Regions from separate parts of the Capsicum annuum genome. Here region 1 is linked to region 2. Evidence: chromatin contacts called from public Hi-C data. All regions are on one chromosome and are shown on one strand. Each heading gives the region's core, a stretch centred on a gene start, on an enhancer-like site or on the middle of the called end of the contact. The rest is flanking DNA. Distances are from core to core; before and after follow the strand shown. Region 1 holds the start of LOC107873018. Region 2 has its middle 16 kb from the start of LOC107873017.

Region 1 (3,202 bases), core at 365-2,864, 34 kb before region 2:
GCAAGATCACTAGAACAGACTTATAACTACCAACATAGACGAGTAACTTATATAAGTACAACTACATATCCAGTATACTCCCACAAAGTGAGTAACTTATATAAGGGTGTTATAAAAATTTTTGTGGGAATACACTGGGTTTGTTGTTGTTGTTGTTGTTATAAAAATTTGACGTTCACTTGAAAAAGATTATGTCAAAATTCAATGAGTTAATATAAGGGGATGCATCCAGACACAATGTCAGTAACAAGCTTGAGAATTTGCATATGAAGCTTATACTCGTTCCGTTGGATTTAGTATCAAGTAGATAACTGCCTAGAAGGTGAGGCCAAAAAATAGACGATAGCATAAGTTCATTAATTATTACTCCCTCCGTTTCAGAATAAGTGAATTGTTGGGGTATTTATTGGTGTTTCAAAATAAGTGAATCATTGAATGTTTTTTCAAATTTACCCTTATGATTTGACAACCAATTACAAAGGTATTACAAGGTCAACTTTTTCTTTTTTTAGGGGTAAAAATGGAAAGTTGTGTTAAATTTATGTCTTTAATGCTTTTTCCTTAATCTGTGTGCCAAAATCCAACAATTCATTTATTATGAAATGGAGGAGTAATGTCTTACTGAAGTTAATCTAGTTAATAGTCTAAGTGTAAGTCAAAGAGTTCCAATTTATTTCCATATGATTTAAAGATGATTATGAAAGGAATAGACGTAAAGTAAAGGTTACAAATTATAATATATGCAGCTAAATAAGATTACCACAGCACATTACCATTGAATAAGTTTCTCAAATAGGTGCTCAAAGAGAGAAATAAAGGAAAAGATGGTCCAATATGTGACTAGCTTCCTCATGTGATACTTGGAGCCAGTCTCAATCGCTCGTATTGATGCACATCTGCCGTTGGTTCAACAAAAGAATTGGTAAACGTCACCAGTAACCAAGCAAGTTGGAAATGAAATCATTCAACATTTGAAATTTTGTTATGCCATTTAGCGAAGGGGTTTCAATTGAATACCCTTGGCATAAATATTACACATATGCCAAACGTATAAAACAACTTTGTATATACTCCTTGGTTAATGTGCAAACTAGGCTTGAAAAGATAAAAAAAAAAAAAGAAGAAGAAGAAGTTATATAGATAATGAGTATGGAGTAAGGGAGATTTCTCACACTTACAGAGGATAGCCCAGAGCTAGTGCAGGCCTGCAAATATGGTAGATCAGGAAAACAAGACCAGTATGAATACATGCAAAATACGTAGAATCATGAAAATACGAATAATGTTTTAGAAAAGTAGGAATTCGGAAGATTCAAAGCTAAAGACTTGCTAAATTTAGCCTTCTTCTTCACTAAATTTTCATCTTTAGCCAAACAACATACTGAATAAACGAAATTAATTTACCAAGCTAGGAAATCCATCAAGTGAAGCGTCAATCTGAGAAGACCCATTTTGAAAAGAAAGAAAAATCTCTTCTTTAGCTTTCCTTTGTTACAATTTCCTCAGCTGGAGTTGTATGATCAGAGGGAAAGGAACACAGATTGTACCTCACAATCGACTTTTGAAGAGGGAAGTGGAACAGCTTTTCTAATAGGTCTTTCTTTTTCCAGTAATAACAGAAATACCCTAATAAATAGTGTGGTTGTAAAGAGGAAACGTCAGACCTATTTTGGAAAATTAATACTTAGAAGTAAAATTGACCTGCCTTTCTATGTTCCAATCAAATAAAAGCATTGAGTATTCATTTTATCTTTTTCTAATTACAATTCTGCCAAATTGTAATTAACACCCTAACTATACATTATCGTGTGTTAAAAATAACAACAGTCCCAACTAAAAGAGACTCCTACAATGGTGATTTCTTTTCTAATATATTTTTTATAGTCATATTACTTTACTTTGCCAAAAATAGCAACAATCCTAACCAAAAGAGCAACAATCTTAAGCAAAAGAAGGCATGTACCATGAAATTTTTTAAAAAAAATAGCAACGATCATAACCAAAAGAGGACACCTATGATGATAATCTCTTTAAAAAACTATACTTATTAAAGTCATAATAATGAAAGGAAAGAGTGAAATGACAATTTTTAAAAAAATAACAACGGTTTTAATCAAAAAAGAGGACACTATGATCGTCATTTCTTTAAAAAATATACTCTTTCATTATCAAAAGAGGACACCTATAATTGAAGAAAAGATGACGATTTTGTTTAAAGCGGAGACTTTTAATAAAGGGCAAACAGTTCAAACAACTTTTCTAAGTTTCTTCACACTTTTAATATATCATAAATATAAATAAATATAGATAGATTGTAGATTATATATATAGATTATAGATATTGACATGGATTATAGATTATAAATTATAGATTATAGGTATACGTGTGTCTTAAGTCAGTCAATTAAATTATATAAATAAGAACTACATTATTAAAAAAGTTTGACGTTAAAATAAATGTTATATCTATTTAAATGATATATAAATAATATTATATCTCAAATATATTATGTGTCTCACTTGATCTTCTTTTTCTTTTTGGTTGTTATAGTTGTTTTATCATGAAGAATTTAAAATTATAACTTGTTTTATAGGAGTTTTAACATAGAAAAAAAAAATCGTAATTCATAAATTAAAACAGATTCAATTTTTGACTTATAAATAATTTGTACTATGGTTTTAATATATTGCTCATACGGCAACTTTTTATGTGATAGGAAACTTTAATTTGCCAAAATTAATGATAGTAAACCAATAGATATAATAATTGCTTTTGGTTAGGAAATTTAGCGCGACCATAAAATACGTTATTAAATATACGTTTTAATCTATTTTAATATATTAAAAAGAATCAAGAATCTTAAATTGTGAAATTCAATCGTGAAATATTTTGATTGTATGCATTAATATCAAACGCATGTTGTATCATATTAATATACAAAAAAAAAATATTTTTTTCATCCCAAAAGTATAATGTGAACCTTTTCAGTGTTCAGATATTATAAATTTGTGGTTAATCAAATCCATTTTGTTATCATCGTGTTCTAATACATATTCAATCAAGCCAAAATCATCAAATCTAAAATAATTAAAAGAAAAGCATCAATGATTTACACATAACTATTTAATAATTAATTGTCACATATCTATAACATATTAAAAAAATGAAAATAAAATTAAGGATAATTGTTCACATTTAATA
Region 2 (3,525 bases), core at 704-3,203:
ACTGTCCTCAAGATATTTTATCCGGTATAGGTGTATCCAGGGACGGAGCTATACTTAATTTAGGGATTCATCCGAACCTCCTTTGACGGAAAATTGTACTATATATACATAGTTAAAATTATTTTTTATGTATATATAGTAGATGTCGAACCCCCTTCGGTTAGTTCGTATGTTCACTTGTGACAAAATCAAAAAACATAGACACACGAACTAGCCGAAGGGGATTCAACATCAATTATATATACATAAAAAAGAATTTTCACTATATAGAAATAGTATAATTTTTCATCGAAGGGGGCTCGGATGAACCCCCTAATCACAAGGTGACTCCGCCACTGGGTGTATCGTCCGGGATTTAACAAGCTATTCTAGTATTAACTAGAATTCAGAAACTGAAAGAAATTCAACAAGAATAAAAATCCAACACTCAAGAAAATAGGAAAGAAAAAATTTGTTTGTATCATTTTACTCGACACAAAAGAGGGACAACCAGTATATATTCATGTGAGAAAATCAAATGCCAAAATGATATGTAATTGCTGAATTATTACTACCGTTACTAAGAAATACAAGTTAGTTATTATTGAATGAGAAAGATTGAAGGGTCAAAATGTAGTAACTCAAAATGATTTATGTTACATTTTTATTGGTGATTTAAAGTGAAAAATGTGCAAACAAGTATTTGAAGTTTACTAATTTAAATTGGAGAATATTCTGGAATGCAACTTCAAGCATTGAATTCCAAAAAATTATACTAACAATTCTATGTTCAAACATGATTTCAAAAAAAAATAAAAATGAAGACTATCCGTGGTCAATCGGGCCCCTATACTTCCCCCCATTTTGCATGATATCTTAAAATGTTTTTAAAAAGTAAAACAATGACAATATGGTCACCAAACTTTTTTGGTCACATTAAAGTACTGAACTTTAATTTACTCTCTATAACAGTAAACATTAAAATCACTTTGATTGCAAGTTTATTCAATGTGACAAAATAATTTTTCTTTTATATTCAGGTAAATATGTGCATGACAAAATTTATCTGATTTTATAAAATAATAGAAAAACAATGAAAGAATATAGATCAGAGGTGAAGAAGCTAGCAGAGAAAGTGATGGTAGTAATGGATGAAAACTTAGTTTTAACAAAAGGTGACATCAAGAAAGCCTTCAATGAAGGGGACAATAATATTATTAATGGTGCATTTTTTGGGACAAAAGTGAGTCATTACCCACCATGTCCACATCCAGAAAAGGTGAATGGTCTAAGAGCTCACACTGATGCTGGTGGTGTCATTTTGCTCTTTCAAGATGATCAAGTTGATGGACTTCAAATCCTTAAAGATGGCCAATGGATCGATGTTCTACCTCTTCCCAATGCCATTGTTATCAACACAGGTGATCATCATCATGTCACTTAACTAGAAATAATGATTTAGCTAGTCTAAGTTTTCAAAAATCTAATGCTTCATTTATTTCATATGTACTTGGAAGGTTTGACATAATAGATGTATCATTAATCTCTATATTGAGATATGAATTTCATCAACGTATAATTTCACTAATATATATTGTCATCATTCAACCTGTTTGATCCATCCTAGGATCTTACCTTTAATTAATCAGAATGACAATTTACATATGTACTAACCATGATAGTTATATCAGGATTGAGAATCTAATAAAATATATTTAACAATTTAGATAATATATTTTCGATCTCTACTTGATCATGCCCAATACATATAAAATACACTAGCACGAGAAGTTAAAGTTTTATCATTTTTGCAAGCAAGACAGGATTATCTTAGCTCTGTGCTACATCATTCCTTTTAAAGTATGATTCAACTTTTATGCCCAATAACAAAAAGGCACACATATAAAGCAGCCAAATACAATACTATTAAAGTATCAAACTTATTAACTACCTATAATACCCTTGACCAGCGAGCAGGCATGACGACCAAGACCTACTTGCTTGATCACACTTATATATAGTACTAGATAATTAAGGGTCCTTTTATGGACCCAATATTACAACTTTAAATATATTTAATTAATTTTTTAAAAATAATTATTAATTATTTTAATCAAACACAATAGAAATTGATAATAGTGATCACATTTTATACTTTTATTTTATAAAACCTATAAATTACAACTGAATTACCTACTTAACCTTAAAATATAATATGCCCTAATGCTTTTTTTAACTTTAGGCCTAATGTATTCTCTTGAATTAAACAACTATTTTTAATGTTTTTCTTCTTTTGACTTTATTTGAAACTATACAAGAAAATAAATTAAAATTATAAATGTCAATATATTAAAAATTTATTTGATTTAACGATAATTTTTTTGACATAATTATTTGATAATTAAAAAAATAAATATCTTGAGATAGGTTAACAATTATAAATTTTAGCCCACTAAATTACAAGTAAAAAAAAATTAAATTACTGCATTATATATTCTTAAGATATGATTTACATAATTAATTCCACATATTTTTTATAAATTTACTTGTAGAATTTCATGCGTGACAGTATTTGTTGGGCTAAAAATTAATAATATGTAGAAAGTTGGAACATTGGAAATAGTGGCGGAGTTATTATTTTCACTTAGAATTTTTGAGATATAAAAAAGTAAATATACAAAGCAATAAAAAAATTCAACATCTACCATATAAAAATAAAAAATACTTTTAGTTCTATATAAACAATCTAATATTTTGTGGAAGAGTCGAATGAACACAACAACCTTATTTAACTCCCCCTTAATTGAAAATACATATGATTGCAAGAGATGCTATCTTTGTATAAGTTTAAATTTATTTGAAATAATACTTTGGACATAATATAGTTGAATAAGTTGACATTTAAAATAACAAAAATTGTTATTAGCCACACAACGACCCACAAATGGAGATGACTATAATTGAACCATCTAGCTATAAAATTACATTAATACCCTTGGTCGTCCCCTAACTCATATATAATATATAGTAGAAATAGAAACTAGCAGGAGAAGTTAAAGCTTTACCATTTTTGCAATCAAGACAAATTATCTTAGTTCTTGTGCTACATCATTCTAATGACTTTTTAAAGTTTTCATCTACAATTGTGAACAATAACAACTTAATCTTCGGTAGACAAATATAAATTCTATATACCAAATTGTCTGCTATATAAATTGAGGACACATATATGACACGATGATCTATTTGTATAACACTTTGGTAGATTGAATAACGAAAACAAACAATTGTGCCACAAAGAATGCTATGACTAAATGATTAGTACAGCATATTATAAAAGTAACTTCCTAAATTAGCCTATGTTAGATTCAACATCAATTAAGCTCATTCCATATCTTTGTATACACATGCAGGTGACCAAATTGAAGTGCTTAGCAATGGGAAATACAAGAGTGTTTGGCACGGTGTTTTGTCAAAACCAGATGGGAATAGGAGATCCACTGCTTCCATTCTATAATCCTTCATTGAAAGCCACCATTTCTCCAG

Evidence for each region. Hi-C and Micro-C count contacts between places; a contact is called where the count stands out from the background.
Region 1: a contact with region 2 is called in a Hi-C map of leaf, with 3 times the contacts expected there. The contact joins the promoter of LOC107873018 here to the enhancer-like site in region 2. A contact is called at or near these places in 4 of 5 Hi-C or Micro-C datasets (bud, leaf and placenta).

What each region holds. Positions count from the first base shown.
Region 1 is chr6:170,084,090-170,087,291 of UCD10Xv1.1, reverse strand. LOC107873018 reads right to left here and starts at 1,614. Exons shown (of 8, transcript XM_016719710.2): 1 at 1,405-1,614; 2 at 1,179-1,205; 3 at 774-896. The coding sequence starts at 1,451.
Region 2 is chr6:170,050,574-170,054,098 of UCD10Xv1.1, reverse strand. It overlaps the pseudogene LOC107874079. Among protein-coding and RNA genes, the nearest start is that of LOC107873017, 16 kb to the right of the region's middle. Within about 2 kb of position 1,953, at least 1 of the 5 cell types and tissues checked has an H3K27ac peak or open chromatin away from gene starts, as enhancers often do.